2 separate regions of the Mus musculus genome follow, and region 2 is linked to region 1. The links are chromatin contacts, called in public HiChIP or PLAC-seq maps. All regions are on one chromosome and are shown on one strand. The core of a region is the stretch at or near the end of the contact, and the rest is flanking DNA. Distances in the headings are between cores, read along the strand shown.

Region 1 (3,936 bases), core at 759-3,258:
CATGCTGCAGAGGATGGCCCTGTACCATATAGGCAGCACAAAGTGGACACCATGATTTATTTACAAAACAAACACAAAGAGAATACAAAGTGGGCAGGGTACCGGAAGTCCAGGGTGCAGGATGGACCTAGAAGGAATTACAGGGAGGCATGTGGATGAGTGTGTTCAAAACACATTTTATGAAACTCTCAGAGAAGTAATAAGATATTTTTTAAAGCTTGTGACTAATCTTACAGTCTATTATAATCTAGTTAGTAGAGATCCCATCCCTGGATGGCCAGTACAGGAATAGACCCGTCTACAAGCTACCCAAGGCCGACCAGGCTCCAGCCTGCCAGGTATTTAGGCACTGCCAGGTCAGTGTTATGGCAGAAAGGCAGAGATGAACTGAGTCTGCTGAGTGAGAGAATGACTGAAGCGTGGTAGCAAAGCAACACCCAGAATCTTAGAACTCACTGGGAAGGAAAGAGCTAAGCTGTTACAGGAACAGAGCAGAGAGCAGCACTCAATGGAACTTCCCCCTGAGAAGGGGGGTTTAATGAGCAAACGCAGTTTATTCCTTTGACTTGGAGATTTTTTTTTTCATTCCCCAGGTGAAAGAGAGGAGCCATTTTTTAAAAAGGAGAACTGAAAAGGAAGATATCTAAGCTAGTCGTCCTTATATGACAAAGTGTACAACAGGAAGGATCGATAGGACAATTGACTGCAGCCGCTCTATGACAATTGAGTCTAACAGACTCTCCTTCCAGACTTCACCTGACAGCATTATGCAGCAGCTCAGAATGCTTCCAGACAGATCCCACCCCCCTCCCCCTGGTGTTCTAAAAATACTCGGGTGGGGGAATCTATATGTGCATTGGTCTATAATTATAAGCTACATAGATTAATCTGTTGGAAGAAAGTCACCCTGCCACTCTGAAATGGTTAACTCTTTGATAACCTGTCAAGGTCCAACTGAACCAAATCTTTTATTCGGTGTCAGTGTTTGTGCTATGGCAGTTGTGGGCTTCTTGGCTCTCTTCCTGTTGCTATGATAGCTCTGCATTGGAGATAGCCATAGACACCCTGACCTGGTGACCCAGTGACCCCCCCACAACCATGCTTTGAATACAACTACAATGGCTCCCAGCAGAAAGATGAAACCAAACTACTGAGAAAATTCCCTTTTAGACCTGGGACCCTTCAGTTAGCAGAGCATGGGAAGGGGAGGGTGGAGTAGCAGAATTAATGGCTCAACTGCTCCCTGCCTGCCTGTCCCCTCCTGTTTACCCAGGTGGGCAATGATGCTGTGGAATTAGAACCATAGACGCCAAATCAAAATCTCTGTGCTACAGTTGAAGGCTCGAACAATTCTTTGACTGTCTTAAAACCAGACAGACGATCTCCAGAGAGCTAAGCTGTCCTTCTCTCTGCTGATATAAACTCTGTCTGGTTTGGGGTTTAGCCTCAAGAAAATGCCTTAAATTCCACCTGATGTCTTTGAAGTGTCAAGGTGGCCAGTGACATGGGTTTCCTATGGTCCTCAAGATGTTCTGTTTTACAGACCTCTGGTTTCTGGGAGATAAGCTATGTCCCCTCAGTTCGTAGCTTTGCAACTAATCATGAACACAAAGAACAGAAATTACGTGGGTCTGGGGACTCTGCCTGAAGCGTACAAAGAAACGCGCAGTTGCGGCTTCGCAGCCTGGCTTTGGGAGCAGTTCTGTGACACAGAATGACACCCCTGAAATGTGGAATGTCTTTCCACATTTCAGTCTTAAGTTACATAACCATTTTGTACCTGTCTTTTCCTCTGCAAAATGGGGTGACTACAATGTCTGCCTAGAATCTTCCCTGAAGCTGACGAGTTAATCCATTTCGTTCATGAGAGGGGTGGAGACGTAGCATGCATTACACCGAGAGAGAGCTGGATGGGGAGAAACGTTTTCGAGCTTCCTGGCCTGGCTTCAATGCCATTCTTACCCAGAAGAGCAAATCTTCAAACGCCCCAAACCCATGCACTCTACAGCTCTCTGCTGCCCCCTGCTGACACGTTACTAATACTGTCGTAGAGAGGTGGCTCTTTTACCGGAAGGAAAAGTTAGACCTGCTTTTCAGCAACTGTCTATTGCATCTATAGCCGGCTCTTCTACAAGCCCGAGCTTCTGCGCCTTCGTCTGTGCTCCTCCTTGCCCTCTCATTTTCCTCTCTCTGCCCACATCTCCCATCCAAGCCAGGCCCACTTCAAACGCCCCGGAAATCGTGTAGTCTGCCTATCTGCCCCCGTCAGAGACAAGCCATAATCTCCAGAGCACATCACATCATTCATTGTCCACTCTTCTCTGCGCTGTAATTGGTTCTGAACTTACCTTACTGCCGCTTACATACTATGTCACATCTATGACTTAGTCACCTGCTTCCCCAGCTGTACCCGACCGCATAACCCATTCATAAAGACTGGTCTCGCATGCTTGCCCAGTCAGTGCTGCCTCACTAACTACCATGCTCCTCCCCACAGCCCAGGGCCTCACCTTCCAGATTATTACCCATCTTACTACACCCACCTCACTGGACTCCCAGACCCAGCTGCAAGCTGTTCCTGCAGCAATAGATATACTTTTGGTAAACAAACTAAAACAAAAAGGACCTCCACCCTCCCCGGCTTCCCACCTTTTTCCCTGCTGAAGCTATTCTGACAATGTAACATCGTTTGCTACTGTAGCTCAAGTCCTGGGGGTATTTTCATATTCTCAGTTCTTTAGCCACACTGGTCTTTCAGTTCCTACAAGGTGCCACATCCTATCAGGGCATAGAGATTCTTCTACATCGCTATTTCTTCCATCCTCTCCTCTTCCTCGTGCCCTCTCCCCAGTCACTGCAAAGCCACTCCCCAGTACCTCAGGCATCACGGCCTCAAAAGCCTTTCTAGATTATCTACGCAAGCTCCCCAAAATATCTGTCTGTCTTTATAACCAACCCATTGTGCTTTTAAACCCCTACTTTAGTTCATTCATTAAGACTTGCCATCCCTTAGGGACTGTATGCTCCATACACACATATATATGAAGCCACGTTAAACAGAATCCTGTCAAAGTGTCTAAATGCATATTAAATCTAAATCCCTATGTTGATTCCACTTTTATAATTCAGAGTTTAGACATTCAGTTATAGATGAGAGGAAGACAAACAGGTCCCTGAAGCAAATTCAGCAAGGAATCCGAGTGCTACTTCTGGCCCTTACCCTCAGTGCTCATGTCTGGAGTGGGCATCCAGATGTAGGACAAGCCTTCTTCCTTATACAGCTTCATCATGGTGTCTGGAGTCATGGGTTCAGGGTAGCGGTTGCAGCCTGAAGAATTCTGGATGATATCCCATTCAGTCTGGAAATTCATGACAGCTGTAACTCCCAGTTCATGCTTCAGTTTGATGGTCACATGTTCCAGTTGGCGAGGGCAGCTACCCAGCCAGATATTTGGTAGAATTCTAGAAAGAACATACGGGGTCAACCATTACTAAGGTTCTAACTTGAGTTCTCAGCATCTGCATACAACATATGCTATTGAAGTACAATTCATCTTCCAATCTGATAAGGCTGGATTTTTTTTAAGTATATAAGAAATAATACTAGTTTTTAAAACTACTTGTTTTACTGCTTCAGGAAAACTTATTATGATATCAACAAGCACAACAGGAAGTGGACATAGAAACTAAATCTAGGAACATATGAAAATAAACTCAACATGTTGTATGTGCTCTATGAATGTTACACAAAATCTATCAATTCACAATTTGCTAAACACATGAAACTCAAGAAGAATGAAGACTGAAGTGTGGACACTATGCCCCTCCTTAGAATTGGGAACAAAACACCCTTGGAAGGAGTTACAGAGTCAAAGTTTGGAGCTGAGATGAAAGGATGGACCATGTAGAGACTGCCATATCCAGGGATCCACCCCA
Region 2 (3,557 bases), core at 301-2,800, 800 kb before region 1:
AACTGTGAGGCTGTACAGAGCTGCCTTGTGCTGGCCTCTGTGACAGAACAGTAGGCGTTGATTTTGCCTTCCTGCTGCTGTGTCTCTAATGCCTGTTTTAGCACCAGATCAAGTTCGTGAACAATGTGTATGTGCTGAAGAATTTGTAATTCCCATTTAAAGTGACTTGGTAGATGACACAGCCAAAACATATAGCTACTCCTCTCTAGAGCTGAAATACAATATTAGCCTCAGTATTTTTGAGAGGGTATTGTGAGGCAGTACTCTATATGGGTGTCATCTTGACTAATATAAGCATGAGGTAATAATAGTCATGACTCCATAAAAAGAGGAACAGCCAGGTGGGGTGGGAATACTGCTAGTCCTGACTACTCAAAAGCCTGCGACAGAGGAATAATTTGAGTTTAGGGGTTTAAGATTAACATAGTCCACAAAGTGAAACAAATAAACAAGAAGAAGGAGGAGGAGGAAGAGGAGGAGGAGCAGCAGGAGGAGGGGGAGAGGAAAAGGAAGGGGAGGGGTAGGGGGAGGAGGAGGAAAGAAGGAGGGGGAGGGGGAGGAAGAGAAGGAAGAAGAAGAAGAAGAAGAGAAACAACAATGGCAACTGCAATGGCAACAGGCACAGCAACAACATCAACAACAACACAACCCCAAAACCAAACCGATCAACCAACCAAACAAGAAACAAAGAACCATGTTCATGCATGAGGGTCCAGAGGCATTGCATATACAAAGTTTTGAGTTTTCTCAGCAGAGCCACAGAGCAGTGATAGGGTAGAGAAAGAAGTTGGAACTCAGAGGGACAAGTCATTCGCAAAACAACCATGAAGTGACAGAACTTAAACTATTGCAGACTAAAGACATTCTTAATCATGTTGTTCAGTTCTTAAGAAATGGCCATTTTGAACAGCACAATAACATCACTGCTTCAACATGAACTGACTCCGACTTACAGGTCCTCTTGCATTCTTCATCAAGGAGCTTTCCCTCAAACCAAAGAGGTGCAAGCAGAAATGAACACCATTAATTTCTGGGAAAAATCATTCCAGTCAGTCAGTGCTTTTCCAGTCTGGAAGTCTATAACATCAGATGAGAGCAAACATGGGGCTCATCTCACACCCCCATTTATGCAGTTTATCACTACAGACACAGAGTAACATTTGTAAGGAGGGAGACCTCTCAGAAGTGCTAGAGATAGGAAAGATGAAAAGATTACAGTGTCACTGGCCTTTAAAATATAGCAGGACACTCAGCTTTTCTTTTAATCTGAATGAAAAATGGACACATTTTTACCCTCTGGCAGAATAGAAGCACAGCTTACATCTCAAAATAGCTATTACTGACATCATGTTTTATGTACCTTTTATTTTAACTTGGACACTTAGCATTTGTTTTTCCTCCTGGAGGTTGGTCTGGCAGAGAACGCATTACAGCATTTTTCCATCTCCCCATTTTGCCTGCCCTGATGTCATGGTTACTCATCACAGCACACCAATCACAGGCTGAAAAGGCAATGCATGCGCTGGAACCACTCAGCATATGTCACAATTCAGATTGGCCAACAGCTGCATAATGTGTGTTTATTCAACCTTAGGCATACAGCACAGTGAGGTCTCCATCAGAGGACTGATGAATTCTCAGACATCAGTTTCTGTAACAGCATTTTTTACAGTGTTTCCTGCAGGGCTGTGAATGGCATGCTTGCTGTTCTGAGTGTTGTCGAAAACATTCTGTTCTGATTTTGTGGTACCAACAATGAAGAAAATGTGTGACTACAGAATTGGGAGCCAGTCAATTGTTGTGGTACTGGTGAAAGAAGAAAACCAGGAATAAATACTGTGTGCCAGGGACTCTCATTGGAGCTATTCTCAGTGATGTTCCTAATACTATTCTGAGCCAGTGCCATATTCTTTTTTTCCCTTGCATTTTCTGCTCTCTCTCTCTCTCTCTCTCTCTCTCTCTCTCTCTCTCTCTCTCTCCTATCTCTTTCTTTTTTGTTTGCTTTGTTGTACAGCCCAGGCTCTCCTGAAATTCACTCTGCAGCTCAGGCTGGTCTTGAACTCACAATGATCCAATTGTCTCTGCTTCTCAAGTGCTGGAGTTAATGGCATGTGCCACCACTGCCAGCCCAATATCTTTACTGATAATAATATACTTGATATTTTAACCTCTTTGCTTACAGAGCAAACAGGCAATATCCCACATAATGTTGTACATTTGCAGCCTCATACTCCAATCTGGGCATGCAAGATATGCTACATTTCTTGGTTGTGTAGTGATCTACCTGAACCCACCTCTTGACTGGTTAGTGAAAAACTGGCCATTTCTGGGGAAAAGGGTGTGTCCAGTTGAATAAAGTGTGATTTAAGTGTGGCCTTACCAGATGTTGGGGAAAAAAAAATCACAGTTGTAAATTTATTGATGTCCCCAAAGGTCAGAGTTCATGGAGCTTCTGTGTCCCACGAGGTGAGAGTGAGTTTCCATGATGGGATTTCAGCCTCCTCATGCCCAACCAGTAGTCTTTGTCTTCTGGGATTTATACTAGCCAGGTCACGAATCTCTTGCTTTCTAATCCTGGTATTTTTGCACTCCTCTGTCTTGAAGTGGATTTACTATAATGTTAACAGAATTTATGGAATCCCATTTGCAGAAAAAGTCACTAGAATCAGTGGTGTTAGGTCACAGACCCCTTGCCCCCACCTCCCAAAAGCCAGGATTGCTTTCTGAAGGGTCCTTGGTCTCAGCCAGCATTCTACTGAAATGAGCATCATTATTTTTTTTATAACAATCGAGAGGGTCCTAGTAATTCACATTGTCACATATCGTGTCCAAATATAAAACATTTTACCTATAATTGGAACTACTATGGACTCTAATTTCTTCCCATGTTAAGTGGGTTCAGTGTTTGTGGTATCTTGTTCTTCATCCTAGATGGTTGTTGAACTGAGAAGTTATTAGTTTCTTTGAGATTGTGCTTGATGTCTTTTGTACCTGAAGGTGTTGCTAGTTGCCTGAGAGAAAGGGTAGTTTTACACATCCTCCCAGGACAGCATGAGTGCTGTCAAAGAGTATTAGAAGATCAGAGGCAGAGTATGATGTGACATAGCCTAAGAGACCTCATGGTCCTGAAGGAGACACAAAAAGTCAAGTCAGAGGCCTGTTTGAGGGGCATTCTCCTGGTAATTACATATTTAGTATAGAAGCAATCCTCACTAGCACCTAGTTAAGACATTATCTATAATGAATGACCTTGTAAGCACATAGAGCTACTTAAATATCTTCTACCATTTCTTTTTTAAATGAAAATCTTCAAGTATTATTAAAGATTTCTGTGTTTGTAGAACACCGTAGAGCAGTTTTGTACAGTGTAGGAGTGATTCTGATGCTAAGGTCCTGTTCCCCAGTTGGTTCTTGATCTGTCAGTAAAGAAAGTCATGGGTTTGTTACTGAGTGGAAGGTACAAGTGGGTCTCCCATGTCCCTGGAGGAAAGGGAGACTCAAGGAAGGAGAGATAGAATTTTGCCATGCTTTTGATGGAGAAGGGTTGAAGAGCCATG

The links. HiChIP or PLAC-seq counts read pairs in DNA pulled down with a chosen protein or histone mark.
Region 2: an H3K27ac HiChIP or PLAC-seq map of SST interneurons shows a contact between it and region 1, with 9 times the contacts expected there. The contact joins two enhancer-like sites. A contact is called at or near these places in 1 of 115 datasets of contacts at active chromatin or transcription factors (SST interneurons) and 1 of 9 other capture datasets (embryonic stem cells).

Annotation. Positions count from the first base shown.
Region 1 is chr10:11,448,168-11,452,103 of GRCm38.p6, reverse strand. It overlaps Epm2a (epilepsy, progressive myoclonic epilepsy, type 2 gene alpha), which reads right to left. Exons shown (of 4, transcript NM_010146.2): 3 at 3,221-3,462. Among named protein-coding and RNA genes, the nearest start is that of Epm2a, 110 kb to the right of the region's middle. Within about 2 kb of position 2,008, at least 26 of the 459 cell types and tissues checked have an H3K27ac peak or open chromatin away from gene starts, as enhancers often do. A contact at or near this core is called in SST interneurons, where this site is marked.
Region 2 is chr10:12,247,029-12,250,585 of GRCm38.p6, reverse strand. No RefSeq gene overlaps it. Among named protein-coding and RNA genes, the nearest start is that of Gm23680, 110 kb to the left of the region's middle. Within about 2 kb of position 1,550, at least 30 of the 459 cell types and tissues checked have an H3K27ac peak or open chromatin away from gene starts, as enhancers often do. A contact at or near this core is called in SST interneurons, where this site is marked.